Regions from separate parts of the Mus musculus genome. Here region 2 is linked to region 1. The links are chromatin contacts, called in public ChIA-PET maps. All regions are on one chromosome and are shown on one strand. Each heading gives the region's core, a stretch centred on a gene start, on an enhancer-like site or on the middle of the called end of the contact. The rest is flanking DNA. Distances are from core to core; before and after follow the strand shown.

What was found. ChIA-PET counts read pairs in DNA pulled down with a chosen protein or histone mark.
Region 2: a contact with region 1 is called in an RNA polymerase II ChIA-PET map of effector CD8 T cells, with 22 read pairs. The contact joins two enhancer-like sites. A contact is called at or near these places in 1 of 15 datasets of contacts at CTCF or cohesin (CD8 T cells) and 2 of 115 datasets of contacts at active chromatin or transcription factors (effector CD8 T cells and memory CD8 T cells).

Annotation. Positions count from the first base shown.
Region 1 is chr13:108,424,518-108,429,865 of GRCm38.p6, forward strand. No RefSeq gene overlaps it. Among named protein-coding and RNA genes, the nearest start is that of Gm32450, 10 kb to the right of the region's middle. Within about 2 kb of position 2,029, at least 15 of the 459 cell types and tissues checked have an H3K27ac peak or open chromatin away from gene starts, as enhancers often do. A contact at or near this core is called in CD8 T cells, effector CD8 T cells and memory CD8 T cells, where this site is marked.
Region 2 is chr13:108,594,156-108,599,503 of GRCm38.p6, forward strand. No RefSeq gene overlaps it. Among named protein-coding and RNA genes, the nearest start is that of Pde4d, 57 kb to the right of the region's middle. Within about 2 kb of position 2,961, at least 30 of the 459 cell types and tissues checked have an H3K27ac peak or open chromatin away from gene starts, as enhancers often do. A contact at or near this core is called in CD8 T cells, effector CD8 T cells and memory CD8 T cells, where this site is marked.

The DNA of each region.
Region 1 (5,348 bases), core at 779-3,278:
CAGTGTCTTCAAAACACAGAAGTGGTCTAGGGATGTGTCTTTGTGCTCCTCCCAGGTGTAGTGGATAGGAGGGAGTTGACTTCAGATTCCTCAGTGCAACTGGTTATTTTTCTTATCAGTTTATGCGCCTCTGTGGAAAGATAGGTCTTGGCCACCTGCTGCTTGTCCTTTTGATTGGACATCTCACTCAGGTGGTTCTGCTTAACACCTCAGAGTGTAAATTGTCTAAGGCTCTTAGTTAAGTTGACCATTGCATGGGACTCTAGTTAGCATCACCTTTAGGCTCCGTTCTCCCAGGTCCCACCACCTCCAGAGTGGTAAACACAAATGCATTCGGCTTTGTTTTGTTTTGTTTTGTTTTGTTTTTCTGGCCCTTTGGGATGTGGTGGGGACTCTGGGAGATGGGGTCTAGCTGGAGGGTACTTACTCTTAAATTGTGTATGATGTTTCCTAGCTCTCCTGCCCACTTCCAGGATATTCTGCCTGGCCACAGGCTCAGAAACACCTGCCAAAGAGTGTACAGAAGTCTCTGAAGCTATGGGGGAAGCAGGAATAAAGGTTTCCTCCAAGTTGACTCTTAGGCAGGTATTTTGTTTCGCCAATCCAAAGCCTACTAACATGCTAGGTGATGCAGAAGTTGCTAGTCTGGGAATGTACCCAGGGATCCTCTGCTTAGAGAGCTGTCCAGGGATTTAGGCTTCAAAGAGGCATGTAAAAAAAGAAAAACAAAAAAACAAAAAACCCCTCAAACAAACAACAACAACAACAAAACAGGAAAAAAAGGAGAAAGCAGAGCAGAATTAATACTGGTTAAATATAATAATAGGATACATTATTTTTTGTTTATGAAGTGTTAAAAGTCACCTAGAATCTCATTAGTAACTATAAGATTTTATTTTCAAAGTAGTTTTTTATGATCCTACTCAATGAAGTTTAACAAAATTTCCCCCTTTGTGCAAAATAGCAATCTAACAGCTTTTGTTAACTATAATATTGATCTTCACAGAAATTGTAAGCAATTCTTTTCAGATGAGGGAGAGGGAGAGAGAGAGATTTTAAAGTAGAAAAGATGTAGGTTTCAGAAACATTTCTAAGGCCGTTGCAATAACAAGATGACTTCACTGTTGAACACCAAGTCTAAAGCAGGCTTTGCTTACATTTTAGATTGTCTTGTATAAATGGTCAGAGCTGCTCTTATTAAGACCATACCCTTCAGGATATGGGCAGCTGTTTAGACTAAGGCCCAAGAGCTTGGCTTAAGGAGTTCATTTTGGACGTGTGTCTCAGCTCTGTCACTTAGGCAAATTATTCATCCACTGTGGAGAACCAGTGTTAGGCTTCACTTGTGCCTCTGTTCAAAATTTATTCCGGTGTCTTTATTTCCTGTGTTCTCTTTTCTTCCATACTAATTGGCTAGTTTTATGCACTATAAGGTAAATGCCTCACTCTTATTTAAGGTTTTGTGTTGTCTAATTTGTCTATCAGGCTACACATGGTCCTCTCAGGACAGCATTAGGGCCGGCAGCAAACTTGTTGTGCGTTCTCCTGAGGCATCAGCTTGAAACATATTCTGTTCCTCTTTTGTTAACTTTTAGCCTGTGGGTTTTATGGAGGTTTAATAATTTTGACAGGTGAGAGCTAATGTTTTCAGGGCTCCCATTCTTTCTTGCCTTTCTCATTTCCTCTCCTCTCTTGTCATCTTGTCGTGGTGCTGGGGACAATGCGCACACTCGGCAAATGCTTTATTTATCATGGATCCATTCTCTTAACCCACTTCAGATTCTTGATCTTTCAAACAAAAGAGTGAATGGCAAGACTAAATAAGCTAACGCAAGCAAGTGCCTAGGCAACTCTAGCAGAATCTGATAATCATACCTATTGGTATTTCCTTTTCATTTAGCCAGGGATCAAAAAGGTAAGAACAAAGAAACAAAAAAACAAAGACAAAAAACCCCAAACTAACCCACATAGCTTCCTTTCATGGGCAATAGTGTAGTCTGGGAAGGGACCATTTCCGTGCTCAGCTGTCATGGGGCCTTAGTAAATGTGTAAGTTCTCACCTTACTGCTGTGGCCTGTGGCCGTCTTCAGACTTACGTATTCTTTCTTTATTTCAGGGTTTATTTTTCTGCTGCAACAGAAGCGCAGCAGCAGCCATGAGAAAGTTTGACTTTAGTTTTTATTTAAAGGACTTTGTGTCCTACAGTTTCAGACAGTCAGCTTTACTTCTTATTTTAAAACAAGAAGCACGCCTCTGTGTACATTATGTGTACAGCGACTGAAGTGATTTTTTTTTTTAACCTTATGAAGCTTTGATAATGCTGCCTCGGTATTGTGTTTTATTGGAGACATAATAGAATGATATTTCCTGATGAAATATGACTGTTGTTTTGATTAAAAATATTTTTAACATGCTAATTGAGTCATTCAAATGGTTCACAGTGACACTTTCTCACCTGGTCTCCACAAAGCCAGAGGAAGTAATATATAGCAGATGGGGCTGGGCACAGAGACTGCAAGGGTGCTGCTTCCAGCACAGGGACTGCAAGGGTGTTGCATGGGAGGTTTGGGGGAAGATGCTTAGTGGAGGAATGTGCATTCTAAAGTTCTGTTTTAACCAGATTCTCTCATCGTATTTCACTGTCACTTGCAGAGTTACCTGGGCTGGTTGCGTGGGAAGCCAGGGCTAAGAACCACTGAGGAGTTCATCTAGGATATTCCATTCTCCCATCTCCCACTCGGACACCCTCTCCCTCACTATTCTTTATCTTCTGTGGCCGTTTGAAAGGATGCCAGGCTTGAGCTGCAAGATTCTTTGGAAATTCCTCAAGAAGTTAACTATATTTTCCTGTTATATGTCCAAACAAACCGAAAACAGGAACTCAGACACAAACCTGCACATGAAATGATTATAGTATTTACCCTGTCCAAAAAAAAAAAAAAAAAAAAAAAAACCCAAACCATTCGCACAATACCAAGAAACCAGCAGAAGCTTCAAAACATCAAAACTCGTTGCTTCTGTTACAATGGGAGCTCAGAACGGGACGTTGAAACAATGAAGTCAGGGGCAAGGATCAAGATCACTAAGGTCTATCACAATAAACTTGAAGACAGAGGCAGGCTTTTATGAGGAACAAAAACTTTCTCTAACAGGACATGAAAGAAAAACAGAACAAAGAAAGAAAATGCAGCCTTTAAAGGAAAAGATACAGGCAACCAATGGCCGATGTATTCTCCAGGCATGACCCACCCCCACCAAAGATGAGTCAATCTAAAGGGGTCAGCCTTGAACACGTGTACATAAGAGCAACACGAAATGTACTCAGCAGTGTGTGTGAGTGTTGTACATATGTATATATTTCTACCAATAATTAAGTGGTCATGACTTTGAGAGAGAGAGTGGGGACATGGAAGGAGTTGGAGGGGGATGAGGGAAGGTTGAGAATAATGTAAATATAATACTTTGAAAGAAATACTAGAAAATTACATTTAAAAATTCTATAAATGTTACCTGAAAACAAACATTTTGAGACTCATTACCCCACAAAGGAGCCTATATTCCACATATAACAATAAAGTCATATTCATTTTTATCTTACAAATATGACAGAGAATAGAAAACTTGATTTGTGCAGTCAACAGAAAAGCCATAAGGCCAGTCATAGCTGAATTCCAACCAAGTCATTTATTTCAATAATTACTGGCGTTGTTTGTTAGAACTTGTGTTGAGGTTATTTTCATTAAATGATGTTGAATGACTTCTCCACAGTCATGACCCTATAGTATTTACTGAGGATCAAGTAGAACATACAACAAACACTAGAAAGGCTTTCTAATTAGCTCTTTTAGAGAAAAATGTCATTGTCATTTGACATGGTGATTAAAGAGTATTCAGCTACAATTCCAGGGAGGGAAGCGTCTAGACTGTGCCCAGCAGCTAATCAACAAGAACTGTTTTGTTGTTTCTTAGTTTCGTTTTAAGTGGCTGTGGTCTGTCTTACCTTCTGGGAGTGCATCTTCTTGAAAGTCTTTGAATTTAAAACAGTATTCATGCATCTATTATTTTATATCTATATCTAATAGTATCTAAAGTGTCTATCTGTAACAAATATTCTATATATACATTTATAGTAATATATTTAAATATATTAGAATTTATTGTATTCATTTAAGACAATTTATATTTTATACTATTCATATGAAAGCCAACGATTTTCTTTATCTGATTTTAACTACCTAACTATTTTACATACAATGTAAACTAAAGGAGGTGAAATTTCCAGGACTCTGATTCAGCCTTAACATCCTTGAGTCTAGGCTACAATTCATTCAAGTAAACAGAAATTTGCTTAAGCAATTTCCCCTGCCTCAATAAAATGTCATCACTATGATTTAAATTGTGAGCTTAGCTAATGTAAGTAGCAATTAGAATTAGATTTAGCTTGTACACTGGGAGTCGTGATGGAAAACCCCTCTGGGGACTCTCCCTGCATCCAGAAGAAGTATGAGAAAGGAAGCGGATGCCTCTTGCGCATGTCTCCTGAGCTACAACACTTCATGATGTCCTCAGGGAGAAAACGAATAGATGAGCAACGTGGAAAAAAAAAGCATATAAAGAATTCAATTATTTTCAGGTTGCTGTCCACCCCCCCCCCCCCCCCCCGCCCCATAAGAATAACTCTACAGAAGTCTGTATTGAAGTAGAATAGTTCTTACCATTCTTAGTTTAAAAATGGCACTGCATGTAGTTAATGGCTGTAATAATGATGATGTAACCTCACGCAAAGGTCTTCGTTTTTGAAGCATCCGCTGTTTTTTGACACTCATTTTTCTCTGGCTTTAATGTGTCCACGTTCCTAAAGAAGAGCTGCCTGCTGACTGCCAAGGGCCTGTTCTCCTGGCTGTACTTGATAGTATTAATCACCAGTCTTCAGCATTCAGCCTGAACATTGTGTTTCCATATGCAAAATTTGCTTAGCTCTCAGCCATACTCGTCTCCACTCTGAGCACCAATGGAAGAATTATAGACACATACATGATGAAGTCTCAGGTTCACAGAAGTTATTGTCTTAAAGACCTGCAGAGACCACCTGCTTCAGCAGGGTTTACCCCTGAGGATAAAGGACCCAGGGAGATGAAGGTGTGCTGGAGAACTCAGCCCCCTGTTTCCAGACAGAGAATCCAGACAGCCCTTGGCATTCCCATCACGTGCTACTGCTTATGACCTCCAGTGAGACTGCCTTTCCCATTGCTTTGTAATCATTGCACATTAAGTCACACTCAACAAGGAACAGCCCGCAGGCACTCTCACATAGCAGCTAGCTAGCCTATTATAGGGCATCTGAGAAA
Region 2 (5,348 bases), core at 1,711-4,210, 170 kb after region 1:
TGTGGCCAGCTGGAGATTCTTACTTACAGGTTAGACATCCAGATCTCATCACGTGACCTCTGCAAGAGGCTTGGCTGCTTCTCAGCTTGATTGTCTCAGTGTATGTGGAACTCAGAGCTTCAAGGACCTGTATCCAACTGGAGAAGATGGAAGCTGCATGGTCTTTCATCGCCAGCCTTTGAAACCACGTGGTCTTCCATCTTCTATCATCCTGGTTGCAAGAAGACACAAAGCTCACCAGGATTCAAGGAGGGAAAACTTCCTCTTAATGGGAAGACCATCTTACTTGTTCATACAAGGAACATCTAAGAAATTTGGAATTACGAGCTTCTACAAGAATAAAATAAGTAATTGGTGAAGAAGGTTGGATCATTGTACCTTCAAAGGGAGATAAGCTTCAAACGTGCTAGGAATCCAGGTTTCATCCACTGTAAATTTGCTGGGATTATCAACAGCTTTCTGACCAAATTGGAGTTCTTCTGAGGAAATTTCCTCTCTTCATTCTAGTGTGTTCAGTAGGTGAAAACTGTCCTGACATCACTTAGACCCATAGTAAATCAGGAAGAGTTACTCTCAGATATGACATCATGCCCTTATTTCCAAATGACCACTCCTCTGAGCTTTTCCAAACACACCTTTTACAGCCCATTTGGATGACCCCTTTTACTTGTGGCCCCTACCCTCCACCTTGTTCCCGAGTCTGTTTAGCATTTCATTGAGCCAACTGCTCTTGGTTCTTAGAACACCGAGGGATAATTGTGCTGAGTTTATAATACTTTTCTAAGCAGCCACTAGTGAACAGATTGAAATCCCCAATCTCATTTATACTGCCATTTATTTCAATGTGTGTATAAGAAATAGAAGGAATGGGTATTAGCTAATTGTACCATGTAGTCCTATTTTCTCAACAATACTGTTTATTAACACAGCTGATAGAAAATGAAATTAATCTTCATTAAAAAGGCTGCTAATAGAAAACTGAGAGTATTAAGCATCCAGGAATAAAGTGAAGACTGGTAATCATAATGTTGCTATTTTGGGAGTTTTCTATTAAGCTCTTATACGATAATATATCCTGAAGTCTAATCATAAATTTTGCCTGGAGTTCAGAAATGTGGCAGCTGTATTGAGGCACGTTTACAGAAAAATCATGATCTCAAATTGAATTTGCTGGAGACTATATATCAATTTGCCACCAGGACAGACAGTACTCTAAACCCTGGACTCTGCCCATTACTCACTGTAGATGTGTCTGTCATCTCAAACAGAGCAGAGTTGTGACTGCTATAAATAAATAGTGTATTGGGGATTTCTAGTTGAGATATAAAAAACAATGGTAGGAGTTGAGATAGCAGATATAGTTACCACAGGCTCTGCTATTTCCTCTTAGCTTTAAAAATAATAGACATGCTGAACTGGATGGGGGAAAGACCAGGAGGCCTCGACCCCATACAAAAATTAAGGAATGATGATAGTGGGAGAAATAGTTTTCCCTGGGGAAGAAAACACCAATTACCACTCCAATATTAAAATATCAGCCCTGAAAAACATACATACATGTAACATTATACAGACTGAGCAGGTTATAATTAGGAATATATATATAGGCTTGTTGCTTAGGCACACTCAAATGCTATAGGATAGCTTGTTATTTCATCATGACCTGCAATCACTTAGATGATTATATTTTCTGAGTTTCTGATTAGAATTTCCACTGGTAGGAATTTTTAAAATTATTACATTTTAATTCCTACAACACTCTTACTATCTAATGATTATCATTTCTTAATTTCTGATCACAGATTATTGAATTTTGGCATCTTATACAAGAACACAAAAGAGAATGTTCTAGAAAGATGCAGGTCAAAATAAGATAGTCAGCCATCCTAAAGCTTGTGAGTTTGTTTAAACAAGCCATATGAATATATATATATATATATATATATATATGTGTGTGTGTGTGTGTGTGTGTGTGTGTGTGTATGTTTGTATAATATATTAATATATTAAGGAATACACACACACACATGCATGCATGCATGTAACAGCAAATAATGAAATAAAGAGGCCATGAATTTTAAAGGGAACAAGGAGGAGTATATGAGAATGTTGGGGGGGGGAGTGAAGGGAAAAATGATGTTATTGTATTATAATCTAAACGCTAAGATAAACAATAACACATTACTTACACGCATGTAACTCTCTTGTTAATCATTTTTTTGTCAACCTGGCCAGACTCAGAATCACTTATGTGGCATATCTCTGAGCCTGTCTGTGAGGATGTTTCCCAGGAGGCTAAACTGAGGAGGAGAGCAAACAAAGAAGCATAAAACAGCAACTAGTTGGGAAGGCATCAGAAAAGCCTGATGGGTGGCAGCACTTGTGGATGCTGCTTCCTGATTCGCTGAGCTGTGAGAGAGTCCTTCCCTCCATGCAGCTGTAGGTCACTCCTGCTGAGATGCCTTCTTTGCAACCTTGGATTCTATCCTGGAACCAGTCTCCCAGATAAACCTTCCCTCCTTCAAGTTACTATTTTGTTGGTGATTTTGTCACAGCAAGGAGAAAACACCAATTGCCACTTCAATACTAAAATATCAGCCCTGAAAAAAAATACATACATGTAACATTATACAGACTGAGCATGTTATAATTAGGAATATATATTCCTCAATATTTAATATATAGCAAATAATATATATGACTTGTTGCTAACAAACAACAGAGCGAGTTTTAAAAAGAAGAGATGAGACAGATAGCCCCGACTCACTGTTAGAAGTGGCATACATTTAGAAAGGGTATGCTTACCAATTATGGTAAAAAAAAAAAATCTTACTTTGTTGTTATTTCGATTTAGCAAGGCATATCTTTTTTTTTTTTTTTTAGTTGATGGCAATGCAACTTTTGGTATCAATTCAGGCTAAATTCAAAAGTTATGAAACTCAAGTGTTGGGAAGAACAGGAAGCCTCATACTGTGTCGTTGCTACTGTGACAATAAAGACAGGATGTGGCAGAACTGCTGGGTGGGGGTCTAACTTGCTTTTTAATCTGGTTTCTAGACTTTTTCTCTTTTGTGTTCTTGAAGTAGACACTTCACTTCACTAATCTGTGTTTAAAGAGAATTTGGAATGGTAATCATTAGCTAGTAGGCGTTTTAGGAATTAAAAATTAACAATTAAAAAAATTTCTACCATTGGATTTTCTAATCAGAAACCCTGCAAACATAATCATCTAAGTGGATGCAGGCCATGAGGAAGTAAGAAGCCATCCTATAACATTTAAGGTCGTTTAAGCTGTCTTTTTCTTGGTACTCTTATTAGATACAATGAAGTGCTTCACTAGATGTTGTCTGGGTATAGTAGTCAGTACTATGTGAATAGTTTAAGGAGTCCTGGGATGAAATGGTGACCTCATTGTCCCTAACAGGGCCAGAATCTCTACCCTAGTGAGAGTTTGAGAATTCCTCAAACTAAAAGCTATGTAACACAGGTTATTTCTAGCAGGGGGAGAGTTATGTGGGTGAGGAGAAGTAGCTTAAGGACAAAGTTTATCAACAGTGAGAGCTATGAGGTGGCAGGCAGGTTTTCTTGAAGAGGGTGAAGGGCTTGTCAGGTGGCCTCATCATTGTAGTTCCATCATTGTGGGACCCAGGGTGGGAGGCCTCATCCCTGCTCTCGTTCCTTCTTCTGTCAGATGGCTGTCTTAGGGCGTATAATGATGTGGCGGGGTGGGGGGTTTATTTCAGGGTATAGTTATAGTTATAGTTCATCATGAATGGAAGTCAGAGCAGAAATTTAAGACATGAATCAGGAGGCAGGAATTGAAATGGAGCCATCAAAGGATGCTGTTTACTGGCTTGCTCCTATGACATGTTCAGCCAGTTTTCTCATACAATGGTAGACCATTTTTTTGCTCAGGGATGGCACCACTCATAGTGAGATGCCCTGCCCCCTGTTCCCTTATCAAACATTAACCAAGACAGTACCCCACAGGCTTATCTACAGACAAGTCTATGAAGGCATTGTCTCAGTTATGATTTCCTCTTTACAGATAGGTCTATGTTTGAGTCAAGTTGAGAGAAACCAACCATCACAATGGTCCAACAAGTGTCACAGTCTTGTTCCTCTTTTTTGTTCTCTGGTCCTCTATGGTCATTCATACATGAGCTGAAAAGGTTAGAAATAGGTAGGGAGAGGACGTACGTGTCAAAAACTTGACCTAGGGTCTCACAGGAGCCTCTGCCTCATGGGAGTTAAGAGACTATCAAGAAACCTAGTTATCATTTACTCTGTCCTCCACCAATTGATTTTCTTGTGATTCATTCTTTTAGAACTGTGTTGCCTACTATGGTGGCTACCAGCTACATGTAATTATTCCCATTTATTAGATTGATTAATTAAATAAACCTAGTTCTTCTCTCCGAACATTATGTCAGATGCCTGCTTGCCCACATGTGGTAGTACTTCTCAGCATGTCAAGAGCTGACCCAGGAAGATCATCCCAGCAATCAAGGCCCATGTGTTGCAAGCTCGTCTCTGGAAACCCCATCTTCCTTGTCATCAGTGACCTGGCCTCAGGGGACCTTTATATTTAAGTAGAGTGATGTAGTCCTAGCAGAAAGTTTTGAGTTTTTAATTGCACCCAGGTTAATAAACTCATTGTTCCAATGAAAATAATGGTTTCCCAGCATTCCATTCTGATGAGTTCTTAGTCATGCAGTGAATATGGTTTCATTAAACACCACCCACTCACTGTGTACTTGTTACATGAGGAATGAATGCGACTCTGTCTCTAGATAAATGAATAAGATGGAGACGGGAGGGGGAGAAGAACAGGGGGGAGAGAGAAAAAAAACCCTAACAAAACAAAACAGCTTGATTAAACTGCAAGAAGAAAATGTCTATCTTTTATTCCTACTTGGAAGACTGTAGACAGTTTAAATGACCAGACCTTGATGAAATTCTCTGCCATTAATATACTAATATTACCATTTATTGCAATTTACAAGCCAGAGAATCATTGGATTCCAAACTAAACAAAGGCTTTATAGAAATACTGTGTCCTGTTCAACCTTAAAAAGAGTTTATAAAAAAGGTATGTCCTTCTCAGCCTTAAAACGAGACGGCTTTTGCTGTATGCCAAGCGTTGTGTTGACTGCTTTGCCTTCTTTTCCTTGTTGGAGTTTCACAACGCTCTCCAGTAAGGGCCAGCTGTGCACCTGCTGGAGAGGGGGAGCCTGGAGCAGTGCCAAGGCCGGGCACTGAAGCTGAGCAGATTAGACTCAAATCCCATTTCCTCTACTTACTAGCTTCAAGAGGGAAAGGATTTGCTTGACTTTGGTTAGCCCCAG